Linked DNA regions of Danio rerio: region 1 is linked to region 2. Evidence: chromatin contacts called from public Micro-C data. All regions are on one chromosome and are shown on one strand. The core of a region is the stretch at or near the end of the contact, and the rest is flanking DNA. Distances in the headings are between cores, read along the strand shown. Region 1 holds the start of epm2a (EPM2A glucan phosphatase, laforin). Region 2 holds the start of utrn (utrophin).

Evidence for each region. A called contact is a pair of places that touch in the nucleus more often than the background predicts.
Region 1: a contact with region 2 is called in a Micro-C map of caudal fin, with 4 times the contacts expected there. The contact joins the promoter of epm2a here to the promoter of utrn in region 2. A contact is called at or near these places in 1 of 18 Hi-C or Micro-C datasets (caudal fin) and 2 of 4 datasets of contacts at active chromatin or transcription factors (caudal fin and embryo).

The regions. Positions count from the first base shown.
Region 1 is chr23:1,664,773-1,668,383 of GRCz12tu, reverse strand. epm2a (EPM2A glucan phosphatase, laforin) reads left to right here and starts at 1,775. Exons shown (of 5, transcript XM_005170563.6): 1 at 1,775-2,063; 2 at 2,702-2,846. The coding sequence starts at 1,959.
Region 2 is chr23:1,240,349-1,244,027 of GRCz12tu, reverse strand. utrn (utrophin) reads right to left here and starts at 2,233. Exons shown (of 74, transcript XM_073939633.1): 1 at 1,916-2,233. trnal-uaa (transfer RNA leucine (anticodon UAA)) reads right to left here and starts at 3,139; the gene lies at 3,057-3,139.

The sequences.
Region 1 (3,611 bases), core at 526-3,025, 420 kb before region 2:
TATATAAATATATATATATATATATATATATATATATATATATATATATATATTTTTTTTTTTTTTTTTTCGTAATGGAATTTTTATTCTTGCATATAGCTTTTTACATTTTATAACAACCCAAAAAACAATCCCCAAATAAAACAATCATCATCTGCAAATAAATAAGTAAATAAATAAAATAAACAAAATAATAATAAGCAAAACAACTACAAATACAGAGAAAAAATTATAATAACAAACCATTTACATACATGCATACACATGTACTTTCACTCAATCCACATGTAAGGTTTTTAAATGATTAAAGAATGCAATAAATTGTTGTTTTTCAAAAAAAAAAAAAAAAAAAAACTTCTCCCCTGCCTCTGATATTTTAATTTTCTCAAGTTTTTAAATCTTTACGCCACAATGAAATAGAGGGGGTTTGTGGGGAGGTCCAAGACAACAGTATTTTGCACATGCGAGAAGAGATGCAAAAGCCACAATCTCAGCGTGTCTCTGGTTTAAAGGTTGACACTGAGAGGGACCATGCACATGAGCTGTACCTGAGCTGATCATTGCCATTTTTTCTGTTGTTTACCTGTAAGAGTTAAAAGCCGTATCTAAAATATAAATTTCAGGTGTTGGTTAGTACAAAAACTACTTTTATTATGGAAAATATTTCTTCTATCGCATGCCGCTGCTTTTAGTTAGAAAATGGTTCAAATCAGCCTTTAGGCTCGCTCCTGTTGGTGTCTTCAATCTGGCAACCTGCGCTTGCGTGCGCTTTCAACAAGGTGTGCAATGCCTCGTTCAACCACTGGGTGTCAAACTTACATACTGCACCTTTAAAGCACATGCATATTATACATTTTACTCTGATGATTACAACTTCTACTCAACTATTAACTCAATTTAATATGCAGATCCTGTGATGTGACTTGTGAATGCGCACAATGTGAGATCAATGCTGAAACTAGATATATTGTGCAGCTCTAGTTGAATTGTATGAAAATTTACGATTTTTAAAAGGGGACATGGCATCAAACCCGCCTATCTGTCTGACCATATATCTATCCGTCCATCCATCTGTCTGTCTATTTGTCTGACCATCCATCCGTCCATCTATCTATCTATCTATCTATCTATCTATCTATCTATCTATCTATCTATCTATCTATCTATCTATCTATCTATCTATCTATCTATCTATCTATCTATCTATCTCTCTATGTCTATATCTCTTTTTCATTTTATTCCATCTATCTACCTGTCTGTCTGTCTGTCTGTTTGTCTGTTTATTTATCTGACCATCCATCCATCTGTCTATTTTTCCGTCTGTCTGTCTGTCTGTCTATCTGTATGTATGTTTATCACTGTCTATTTCGCTTTATTCTTTAAAAATGTTTCCACACATAATCCATTGTGGTTATTCAAACAAGGCATTCAATTATTAATTATAATTAGAACAATTAAATGAATCAATAATAATAATTATTAATAGTGTTATTTTATTGATACACTTGCATTGCAAGTTAGCAGTGTAAGAAAAAAAATATTAAAAATTTTAGTAAAAAGTTATACAAAATTTGGCGTACAAATTAGCCTACTGAATAGCACATTTTGTCCTGTTTTGAATGCATCTCTATGGAGGATTCGCCTGTCTGAGCCGCGGTGCGCCCTCTAGAGGCACTGAAGCTACTCACAGTTGCCGTAAAGTGTTGACATCTGCCGTCCTGTGTAAATGTGGATATATTCAACGCTTTATAAAGCGCATAATTTAAACAACCACACAGATAGAGGGGTTTTTAGTAGACACACGGCTGCTCCCTCTCAGCCGTTGTATCGCTTTAAAAGTCAATAGCACTGCATGTATTTTTAGCGCACAGATTTTAGCCAGTCAGTGACCGAAGACGCGTAAATATCAGCTCCAGTTATAGTGCAAGTGCATTTTGTGTGTGTTTACTGCACAGGACATGATGGTCGTGTTCAGGTTTGGTGTTATTTTGACTCCAGAGTGTCCTGATATAGAGGTGTTTGTGCTGGGCTCTCGGCCGGAGATGGGGCTCTGGGATACTGAGGTAAAATTGGTTTTAAATTCGGACAGTGTGACACAAAAACTTGTGACACTGTCCCTATATTGTTTACCATGGCAGCTACTTTGAATATTCGGTCTGAAGTCACATGCAAGTATGATTTGAAAACATTATCACTATTTATTTTGACTGAATAAATGTTTATAATATTGACTGTGTTCATTAACATTTATTGACTTAAATGTTAATGTTTCACTACCCTGCTGAAAAAAAAAAAAAACTGCTTAAACCAGCTTAGGATGGTTGTCTGGTTTTAGCTGGTTGACCAGACTGGTTTTAGAGGGGGTTTGGCCATTTCCAGGCTGATTCCCAGCCTGGTCTTAGCTGGTCAGGCTGGGAGATGACCAGCCTAGCCAAGCTGGGAGCCCAGCCACAACCAGCTATGTCCAGCTTAAACCAGACTGGTTTTAGCTGGATTTAGCTGGTCATGGCCAAAACCCCTCTAAAACCAGGCTGGTTAACCAGCTAAAACCAGCCAACCAGCCTAGGCAGGTTTAAGCTGGATTTTTCAGCAGGGTATTCAGAATTTGCGACGAATATTTTTGTGAAATTCAGATTATTAAGGAGAAAGTCTGAATGTGTGAATATAAAACTAACTTTACCTCAATCTGTGGGATCTGGAGCGGGCTGTGAAGATGAACCCGAGCCAGGGTCGGTCCTGCCGGGAGCCGTGCCTGTGGACCGGGGATGTGCTGCTGTCCGAGCCGCTCACGGATCCGCTGTGGTTTAAGTTCATAAAGCGGGTCGATGGGGACTTCATTTGGGAAGGTAAGTCAGGGTTTCAGCAGGTTTCACCAAGTCAAATGTAAGACTTTTAAAGGTAAGGCAATTTCAAAACGATGGTAATTCAATGTGGTTTACATAAACAAGAATTTAAGAAACGTAAAATATATGTATAACAAAATAAAAACAACAAAGCATACAAATAATTATGACAGACTACAATGTGTCAAAAAAGGTTTTAAAGGAATATTAAAGAAAAGAAAGGCATAGTAGCACAGTGCTCATTCAGTAAAGGCACAGCTAAACAGATGTGTGTTCAGTCTTGATTTGAATGTGCCTAATGTTGGAGCACATCTGATCATTTCTGGAAGCTGATTCCAGCTGCGGGAGGTGTAGTTGCTGAAGGGCTATTTACCTCGCTTTGACTGAACTTTTGGTATATATTAGTGGTGGGCCGATATTGCATTATTGTGCTGCGTTAACGTGAGACTCTTATCAGGCGATTAAAAAAATATCGCCATTAATCTATTCCCAAAGTTGGGTTGGTAGCTGGGTCTGTTCTACGCAAGCTATACCTGGCCGAATTAATAATAATAATAATAATAATAATTCCTTAAATTTATATAGTGCTTTTCTGGGCACTCAGAGTGCTTTTCAACATTGGGGGGGGGGGGGGGGGTGTCTTCTTATCCACCACCAGAATTGCACTGTAGGTGGCGAGAACGAGTCTTCGAACCTGTGTGTATCCTACTGTGAAATGACCACATCAAACATGACGTGCTAACATGGATGCAGTTCACTAGAGGGATT
Region 2 (3,679 bases), core at 984-3,483:
ATTACTATAGTATTTCTCTTTATATTTGCATCCAATAAATCTTTTGTGGCACTTGTATATAAACATGTAGTAATACAACAACTATAGTAATATAAACAAATAACCAATACTGTTATTATTCTGCATTTCTGTAAATAAATTAGTGAGGATAATAGAGATTAAAAATAATCGCTATACTGTTATTATTCTGCATTTCTGTATTCATAAATATTGTTTACAAAGTTACTTTGAATATTCTGTCTGAAATCGCAGGTAAGAACGACTTCAAAACAACATTTAGTTGACTGTGAATGCTATGGTTTAAACACTATTGTATTTAGGATAGATTACTATAGTATTTCTCTTTATATTTGCCTCCAATGATTCTTTTGTGGCACTTGTATATAAACATGTAGTAATACAACAACTATAGTGATATAAACAAATAACCAATACTGCACTTGTTTAACTACAACTACATTACACTGCTATATCTTAGTAAAAGTGTTTAATAACAGTGAAATAAACAGTGTTTACTTCACTTTAGCAGTTTAAATACTACAGTATGCTGTAGCATTCATTAGCATAGTATATACAGAATCATACACTTTGCAATGGTATGATTAAAAACAAAACTGTATTGACAATAAATTCCTATAGTGTTGTCCGTATATCAGCTTTAACTCTTCCCAATTCTACATAATCATAACTTTAACACTGAGGTGAAGTTGGTGTTATACTCAGACATTCAGAATTAGTTAAGCAGAAGTTTAAAAGGCTAATACAGATTTATAACTATAAAGTTATTATTCTGTATTTATGCATATATAAATACTGTTTACAAAGCTACTTTTAATATTGTTAATAAAGTTGGAGTTTTTCTCGCACATATTCTTTTGTGACATCTCTAAACAGCCATGTGGTAACATAAACAAATTAACCAATACTGCGCTTGTACATTACACTACAATACAGTGGTAACTGTGTTTAATAACAGTGAAATAAACAGTGTTTAGATTCAGTTCACTATAGTTGATACTACAGTATGCTGTAGCATTCATTAACATACCATAGTATATACAGAATCGTACACTTTGCAATGGCATGGTTGAAAACACTACAGTGATTACAGTAAATTACTGGTATATTCTTTATATCAGCTTTAACTAATCCTAAAATTTGTTCCCAACCCTACATAATCACAATATTAAGGTAAAGCTGATGTTATACTCAGACATTCAGAATTAGGCGTTCAATAAATGAGTTAAACAGAAGTTTAAAAGGCTTATAATAATAATTATAAAGTTATTATTCTGCATTTCTGTTTATATAAATCCTGTTTACAAAGCTACTTGAAGACTTTGGCGTTCAATAAAATAGTCAAGAAGGCTAATACAGATTAATAATAATCGCTATATTGTTACTATTCGGCATTTAAGTATTGTTTACAACACTACTTTGAATATTGTGTCTGAAATCACATGTAAGTATGACATCAAAACAACATTAGCACTATTTAATTGACTGTGAAGGATAATGTTAAACACACTATTGTATTAAGAATAGATCACTGTAGTATTTCTCTTTATATTAGCTTTGGCTAATCCCTAAATTTGTTCCTAACTGTACTCTCAACCCTAACTAGGTTAAACCAAACCCAACCCAACCTTTGCCTAACCATCAGTCAGCAAGTTTGTTGATTAACTTTCCAACAACATTGTACTGATGAAACTTAAATGAAGTAACACATGATTAACTGTAGGTCAGTGTAATAAACACTGAAGACACTGACCAAACATCTGACAGAAGCACATCTTTCATTCATCCACCCGCTTGTTATTAAGTTTAACAACTTCAGTGCTCAGTTGAGTCGTGTTTATGGGTCCACAATTCAACAAACATGAGAAACAGCTCATATTATGATATCATCTCTCACCTTTCTGCGTGTTGAATCTGTGAATGCAGCTCCGTGACTTTATTATCTCATTGAGTAAATAATGAATCATTGACTCTTATTAGGGCATGTTGTTGTTCAGCGCTCCACACCAAAGAAACAAACCCAAAACACAGCCCTCCCGGATCTCCCTTTGGCTGGACACTCACAACTCCATGCAGAAATCCTCAAAGTTATCCGGCTCGGCTGCTTTTGGCGCTCCTGGAGTACTTTACTCTGCCACAAAGTTTCCTTTTACTCATGAATAACAAAAGGAGAGTTACTGCGCGTCCCGAGCACGAGCACGCGCACAGCCACTCCGGCAGCTCCGCCTATGGGAATGATGGACGCGTGACGTTACGAAGCGCGCGACCGACACTCACGCTGGATTGACGAAGCGCGCGCGCCCCCGTGTGGAAATAAGATGTGTGTGGATCATTTTGTGGACGCGCTTGTCGTTCACCAGTTAGTTATTATATGTTAAATTTGTTTATTTTGTGTGTGCGTAATTAAGACTGGCAAAATGTATATGTTATAATAATGTATTTACACAGTTTAATACACTATTTATCGAAAAACAATTAAAGGAATCATTATGACACATCAGATTTCATGCATCTTATTTATGTTTATTATATAACAGATCATTTATCCTGCATTTCAATATTATTTATTATTTATTTATATAATTGTGTGTGTGTGTGTGTGTGTGTGTGTGTGTGTGTGTGTGTGTGTGTGTGTGTGTGTGTGTGTGTGTGTGTGTGTGTGTGTGTGTGTCGTACATTCTTTTAACAAACGCTACCTTTAGTTCACCAATAGGAGGCAGTATAATACACTGATTTAACATTATATTTTATTGGTTTTATTGGGGATTTTTCCTCTCCTTCGGGCATTAGTGTTACCTGCTGTGTCCATTCCTACAGCTCTGTCCTAGGTGCTGTTCATTAGTGCTCACCTTACCTCCTGTCCTCCATCCATCCATCTATTCATCCAGGGTTTGTCAACATACATGATTCAATGCCATACAACATTCCGCAAAAACCTCAAGAATCTTAATTTTCCGGCATGTTTTACTCCTCATGTGTACTGCAAGCCGTAAGTTTATCTTCATTCTTGTTACAGTAAAGCAGATTAAAAAGTGTTTTACCAGGAGTGGGGTTCGAACCCACGCGGACATATGTCCATTGGATCTTAAGTCCAACGCCTTAACCACTCGGCCATCCTGGTGAACATACATTTCTTTAAAGCCAGAAGACCTTATATGTGAACAGCAATCAGCCATGGGAATATCAAACTATGTATGTCTAGATGTGAAATTTATGTAATCTATGCATGCTGTTCATGCAGACTTTACTGTCATATTTACAACCGAGTTGCAGCTTGCTAACTGACTGTTAGCATGCTAGTGGACTCGCTTACAAAAACAACCAAAACGTTTATATACGTTTGATTTTTAACTAGCGTACACGATTGAAGACTATTTATAAATCTAGCCATTTTTATAATGCGATATTTTAAGTCGTTTTTACAACAATGAGGTTATATTGTTTGACGTTTGTCTCACAGTTAGAAAGAGCGCTAAGAAGTAAGTTAAAGCTAATGCAAACATCCAGGCTCCTTACGCAAGCGTATGTTGTAACAATATTTCGAAAGTAAAAAGAGAACAAGATTCCTGTGTTACATTATGTTTTGAAACTGCAAATACGGTATTTTGAATATTTAATCAAATCAGAAAAAGCTGTGACTTAGACTGTTGGTAAATCCATG